Linked DNA regions of Anas platyrhynchos: region 1 is linked to region 2. The links are chromatin contacts, called in public Hi-C maps. All regions are on one chromosome and are shown on one strand. Each heading gives the region's core, a stretch centred on a gene start, on an enhancer-like site or on the middle of the called end of the contact. The rest is flanking DNA. Distances are from core to core; before and after follow the strand shown.

Region 1 (3,476 bases), core at 128-2,627, 90 kb after region 2:
CCACCCACAGAAGAAAAAAATTGCAAAACTTAAAGCACGTTAGCCAAAGAAGATCGGTGAGGAAGAACTTGTACCAGATTACTTTTCTCTGGCATTAAACAAAAAAAGTTGGAATGTGAATACAGTTGATGGACTAGTAGCATCTTTTCCTGTGTTAGCCCTGTCCTGAATAAAGACTTCTCGCTTTCCAAGCTTATAGCTTTCTACAATTCTTTTGGGAAAGCCATCAACTGAATGAGACACTGAAGCTACTGATGGAGACTTAAATACTCCAAAAATTCAACATTCAACATTTCTGATATGACATATTGGAGTGTGATTCAATATTTTAATAGCTTCATGTCCAAAAAAACATGTCTGGCTGATAGAAATTCTTAATTTTGAGGGATAGACCATTTCCATTGCTGCTATAACACTGGATCAACTCTTAATGGAGTTCCATTTTCAAGGAAAAATACACAACTATTCATAACCAGTACATCTTTTTTTACAGTGAATTATCTCAAAGATCTATTTCTCAGTTTCTAAAACAAATTTTCAGGTTGACAGTAGTGAATCAAAGGCGGCTCAGAACAACAGGGGACAGTTATTTTTTCTTGGTTTTAAAAATACCTTGAGGCTGCTCCTGTCTTCTGCATTTAAAAGCTGATAAAGCTGTGAGTTTATATGCAGTAAGTCTTATTTAAAGCTTTGGGAATTTTTAGAATACTGCCCCAAATGGAAGCAGCTTAGTGACAGGCATCAAATTTTCTCATTAAGCATACATTTCTGCAATGAAGGAAAGCAAAGTACTTACGAACACAGTTAAGTTCCACCTACCTTTCCTATTAAAAAGTAAACAAGAGACTCTTTGGGAACAATCTGTTTCAGTTCTTCAAGTTCTTGTAAAGCAGACTGAAAAGGAAGAGAAAAAGATTAAGTACAAGCTAGCAGTCTGCAACCAGTTACAGCTTCACTAAAGTGCATTTTAATGCTGACGAGAACCCTGGCATTTACATACAGTATACTCCACCAAGAACAACAGTACAGGAATCTAAGGCTTCTTTTACATTATTTCCTCATGTAAATAATGTATGATATTATAGCACAGTTATAGCAACAGAGAAAGTCTGTTGGGCTTTGGTCTCCTAGAAAAATACTCAATATTCTTCTGCTCCCATATTTATCCTCTGCTTTTAATTTTTAAAAATCAATCTACAAATAGCACTTCAGTAATTCCTTAACCTTAATACTTCTTATGTTTAACTGGTTACATTATGAATTCTCAACACAAGTTCTAAGTAAAGTTTTCCCTTTACATATGTACACACACTTCTGAAGCAAGGTTTCAGAAGCCAGACTGCAGCTTGTATTCTGTGGCCAAGAAAAACAGGCCAGAGGACAAGAGTCACTGGAAAGACAGACTGTGGGAAGATAGTCTCCAATCATAAATAGGGTACAAGTCAGCAAGGGATCACACAAATTATTTGGCTTCCTATTTTTTACTTGATAATACAGCCTTTCAAATGGCTAGTTCTTATTGCTATAATCTGTTGTGGGGCTGTTTGCTGAGCCAATTTTTAGTAGTTTAACAGAAATTCATGATAGCACAGCCCCATCTTGGTGACAGCTGCAATAACATCTCCTTTTTTCAGGGAGAGACTAAAATATTAATTTAAAAAGGTACCTGTTGGCTTCAGGTTTTATGACAATCAAAAAATTTAACATATTGCAAAGGTGGCACTTGCCAAAGCAGGTGCTTTATGCTAGACTCCACAGGGTAGGTCAATCTTCCTGCTCATGCTGCAAGCCTTGATGTTACCAGTTCACATTCAGCCACCAGTGTATCCCCATTCATAGCAATTTCAAGATAATTTAAGGTTGTCTATGTGTACCAAATCTTACCTTGTACTTTTCATTTGCAAATAATACAGAAGCTCTATGGAATTTGCATAGCGGGTTCTTGGGGTCAATGTTAATAGCTTTGTTTAGGGTATCCAAAGCCTTTTCAGATTTTTTCAGTGCATGCTGGACCTATTACAGAACGGAAGGAAAACCTTAAAAAGGGAAAATGGCCAAACAGACTTGTCTGGCAGGTAAGTTATACTTGCTTCTAAGATATATTTGCTTACAATATGTTTCCAAAAAAAAAAAAAGTAGTCCAATTCCAGACCAAGTCTTAAGAAAGCAAGCTTTACTTCTCCTTATCACCACTTCAAAACACCATCCATCCACTGGCTGATAGAAATCATCTAGTCTTTGGCCAGGAGTAAGCTCAATGCCATTCTCAGTGCTTAAGTGGTAAGAATCCTACTGTTCCTACAGACCCTGACAACTTTGCTGCTGCATAACAGGTGAGTGAATGCCAGCAGGTTACCTGTTCATGTTTGCACAGCCTTTTGTTGCCATCACTAACATCTGAGAACTGCTTTATCACATTTGCTGGAGTGAGGCTTATGGCTGAGGTACTGCTTTACGTACCACAGTGGCAGATGGACAAACGACCAGCTTTCCAGATCGCCCTGCAAATTCAATATGCTGTTCCCATGAATAACTGCACATGGGCTTGACTTTCATACCACTAGTAACTTGGCTTACTCATATACACAGCCTGATAGTATATTTCATTACTGGCTAAAAACAACTGGGGGTGAGGAGAGAGGAGGGTGTATTTCCTTCACACATTAATCCCATGGCTATTGATCCATATGGCACTTAAGATCCTGTAAGAGGTACTCTGAGCTTTTACTTTTGTGCTTAAAACAAGTTTAGTAGGACTACTGCAAGCAAAGTACAGAGGCAGATTAAAACCTAACAAGGAGAGAGCTGAGTACAGACTACTTACTACTCCAATGTGGCACAGTAAGACTGAGCTCTGAGGATTGATATCAAGTGCTTTCTGGAAATGCATTTCTGCTAGACTGAATTTTTCCTGTTTGTAATAAATCATTCCCAACCCATACCTGCAAACAGAAAAATAATTTTGTTAAGTAAGACTGCATTCTGAGCACACTGATAATATATTCACTGACAAAAGTTAGTTAATATAGACTTGCCACTCCACCAAGGGTAAGAAGTGACTCTTTATAGGAAAAAGCTATGACTAAAGTTACTTTTCTCTTGACTACATAGGTTGAAGAATTGATATCCAATACACAAAAAAACTAGCTGAAGAGCTACAAAGATAGAAAGCATACAGAATTGTCTAAAAGATTAGGTGACTTACATTAGCAAATCTGAATTTTACTACTATGTTTTTTCCCCTCAAAAAAAGCTACAAGAAACAGATTACATCCTAAGGTGTAAGAGGACAGATCTCATCTGTCCAGCTGCAAGTGAAGAACAAACAACTAGATGCACAAGGAGTGCTGCACAGAACAAAACAGTTGGCATAACACAGCCCAAAAGATCAATAGAAGCCAGAAAAGCTCCGATTTCTTGCACTCCCTGTGTAAAGTAAGTGTTTAACAAATAGATGAGGTCCACATCTTCTGCAG
Region 2 (3,237 bases), core at 407-2,906:
CTCCGGCTGCTGAAACCAGGAGCGAGAAGCACGGAGATGAGCACGAGCAGTAAAACATCCCTCCCCTAGGTCTCAACGCAACATTTTCAGGGGGATTTTGAAGCAACCCTGCTCGGAGATGAACCTTCCCAGGCCCTGCAGCAGGAATAAAGCTCCCTGCGAGGCCTACAGAGGGGACACGGCAGTGCTCACGAGCTGCCCTGCGATTTGGGAAGTCCATCTCGATAACCTCAGAGGGCAACCTGAAGGGATTGAAGCCCTGCCGATAGGCTCGATGGCTGATATTTGAACCCCTTCACCATTTCCCAATAGGTCCAGGGACTGGAAAGCCCCAGCAGAGCTGGGACAGGCAAACAGGACAGCGGGAGCTGGCAGAGCTCGGGCTGGAGCCCGCTGTTATTAATAGGGGGAACCTGACCCTCAGGAAAAAGCCAGGACAGCTGCGTTTAACAGGCTTTGACAGCTACAGCTCTGGTTTGGCCCCATCTGTTTGGGAAGGAGAGGTGATCACGGTGTGACAGCAGCTCTTTGGCCACCACTGCTGTGTGCAGAGACACGTCCCGAAGAGAAGAGAGGGCTCAAACCCTTTGATTATGCAGCCAGCAAGGTTCCAGAGCAGGATGCTGCAGCCTTTGGGAAAATGGCCTCTTTGCCAACCTTTTGCTTTCTCCTGGAAATTCACTCCCTCCACAGCAGCTCACATGTCTGTGGCAGGACGGGCCAGGTTGGGAGGGAGGAGAAAAAGGAAGGCAAAGCAGAAAAATGAGTAATCTGCTGTGTTTTTTCCTCTGCCCTGCCGCCAGTGCTGGTTGCAGCGGAGCCCGCGCAGCGCCGGCGCCGCTCCTCCTGCAGCGCGCTGCAGCCTGCCCAAGGACCGGCAGATGGCAACCGCGCCGAGCCCGCGCGCCGCGGCTCCCATCCTTCCCACCAAGGTTATTACATCATCTGAAAATTCCCAGCTAGAAATCAGCCGAAGCAGAGAGAAAAAAAAAAAAAAAGAGCAAAGGGAAGGGGAAAAAGCGCTCGCAGAGCGGGTTAAAAGGCACCGAGCCTCCCCGCCCGCCTGCCTGCCAGGAGAATGAAAGGAGCTTTTTCCTCCTGCAGTGCTCCTGGAGGTTTTGCCCTTGGCAAACTGCACCGGAGAGCCCTGGCTGCTGGAGGAGCCCCAGGGACATGGGCTCAAAGCAAAAGGCAGCACATGCTCCCAGCTCGTCGGACCGATTGCTCTCCGGGTGAGCCCCCAAAATCCACACGCGGGAGCGCCGGCAGCAAACAGCGCTGCCACTTGGCGGGGAGACAACTTCAGGCTGAGCGCTTCCCTTGCTTTGCTGTGTGCCTCGCTGGGAAGGTACCCCCAGCCCCAAAAAGCAACCCTAGCAAAACTCTACGAGGCACTAGGGAATAATCCAAGTGACTCCATCCCCGGCTCCGGGTGGGGGGCAGAGGAGGTGCTTCTGTGCAGACCCCTGAAGCTTTAAACACCCTAGTTTTAAACACAAAGTTTTTAATCTCATGCATGAAGCCAGAAGAGATCTTTCATCATGTGAGCTGGCTGCGGCTGACCCTAATAAAATGGATGAGGCTCTGCTGGTGGCCGTGATGCAATGGTTTGTAACAGGGCTGCTCGCCGCCCCACGGGGTGTCACATCCAGCACTCCGGGCAGAGGATTACTGGTGCTGCGCCGCAGGAGGTCAGCACATTCAATTCCTGTAGCATTCCTTAACACAGGGATGTTTCTTAAGGATGGGTGGGGATTTAGTTTTTAAAAATAGCCCAAATTTGTTTTTTTAAGTCTGCTTTAAACACAGGGCTCCTGAAAGATGCCAGATTAATTGTTCCCAGACATGCCATGCATTTCCTACTGTTGCACAAAGTTTGCACAAAGCTGGAATTTAGCTCTGCGCACACCAGCCCCGTGTCTTAACCCAGACCAAGCACTTCTCATCACCAGCAGCAGGAGCGTGCAGCTCCCTCCGTGCGGTGCCAGCGGTGTCTTACACCCCGAGCCTCTCCTAGCAAGCAAAGCGACTGCTGTGACGTTTAATTCCTGGCTCTCCTGATAGAAGTGCCAGTTTGCAGCCCTGTATTCTGGGATCAGAGGGAAAAGATGACAGGAGGACACCAATTTCCTGCAGGGCAGTTGTTTTTGGTCAAAGCAGTAGCTTGTTTTTAAGTCGGGAGCTTAGGAAGCAGAAGACCCTGGAAACTACAACTACCACAGCGCTGGGAGAAGTCCCCACGCACCGAGTGTGAATGCCCCACAGCCAGGGGTGGTGAATTACTCCTCTCAACGATGACTAACCTTGAAACCAGAACGCAGGGAAATGAGCATCCTAATGGGAACATCCCTTCTTGTACCCTCTGACCCAGCTCAGCTCATTTACAATTCCATACAAGGTCAAAGAAGTTTTCTGTGACTTCAACCAATCCACAAGTAATTTTACACAGATGAATAAATTCTGCAGAAGCCAATATTTCTCAACTGGTTTGTAATGACACCAGCCCGAGGGCCAGGTCCCAGCATGGACTCGCAGGCTCCAGTAAGCGCTCTGCCCCTAAAACCACTTGCAGACGAAGGAGCTCGGTCTTAACAGCGCCCAGCAGCTCTGCGATTCCTCGGGGTGAAGCCCTGCACATCCCACGTCTCCCATTTCGGGCCCCGGTTGTCCTGTGGGTGCCGTGCTTACCATCTGGGAATGATAGAACAGGATGGATGCAGGAGTCCAGCTGGGAGAGGCGCTCCAGCAGAGGGGCATCGTACTGGATTTCCAGAGTCGTCGAGCTCCGGGTGCCACACAGAGCGCACGAGGGGTTCACGTCGCAGCTACATCGCACCAGGCTGTTACGGTGGACCTGGGAAGGGGACAGGAATTCAGACTATCAGAGGTCATGTTTCTAAGGGCTCTGTTCACACGTTCCCCCTTGACAGCTCATGAAAAAAGTCCTCAAGGCTCAAGGTTTTTTGTAACACCCTGCAGAAAACCCACTGGCTTAGCCCAGACTCGGACGGACACTTTTACAAACCTGAGAACTGCAACTCTCCTGCACAGCTGAACATCTAGTAGGTTTGATTAAAAGAGTTTATCTATGTTGAAGAACTCATTTAGAAAACCATGAGGCAGCAGAATTTCATTGTCAGAGAGGAAAAACGCCTTTTTCTAGTTCAGACAAGTCAGAGAGCCATCGTTACGCCAAGAGCTGGCACCTACAGGGATGTCTTTACGGAGTGAGGAGTT

What was found. A called contact is a pair of places that touch in the nucleus more often than the background predicts.
Region 1: a Hi-C map of subcutaneous adipose tissue shows a contact between it and region 2, with 3 times the contacts expected there. The contact joins two enhancer-like sites. A contact is called at or near these places in 4 of 8 Hi-C or Micro-C datasets (F1 follicle, liver, skeletal muscle and 1 more).

Annotation. Positions count from the first base shown.
Region 1 is chr28:3,368,759-3,372,234 of IASCAAS_PekinDuck_T2T, forward strand. It overlaps CDC27 (cell division cycle 27), which reads right to left. Exons shown (of 19, transcript XM_027445265.3): 15 at 2,825-2,942; 16 at 1,885-2,013; 17 at 820-894. Among named protein-coding and RNA genes, the nearest start is that of KANSL1, 12 kb to the left of the region's middle. Within about 2 kb of position 1,378, at least 1 of the 8 cell types and tissues checked has an H3K27ac peak or open chromatin away from gene starts, as enhancers often do.
Region 2 is chr28:3,278,830-3,282,066 of IASCAAS_PekinDuck_T2T, forward strand. It overlaps KANSL1 (KAT8 regulatory NSL complex subunit 1), which reads right to left. Exons shown (of 15, transcript XM_072028706.1): 8 at 2,689-2,854. Among named protein-coding and RNA genes, the nearest start is that of MAPT, 59 kb to the left of the region's middle. Within about 2 kb of position 1,657, at least 3 of the 8 cell types and tissues checked have an H3K27ac peak or open chromatin away from gene starts, as enhancers often do.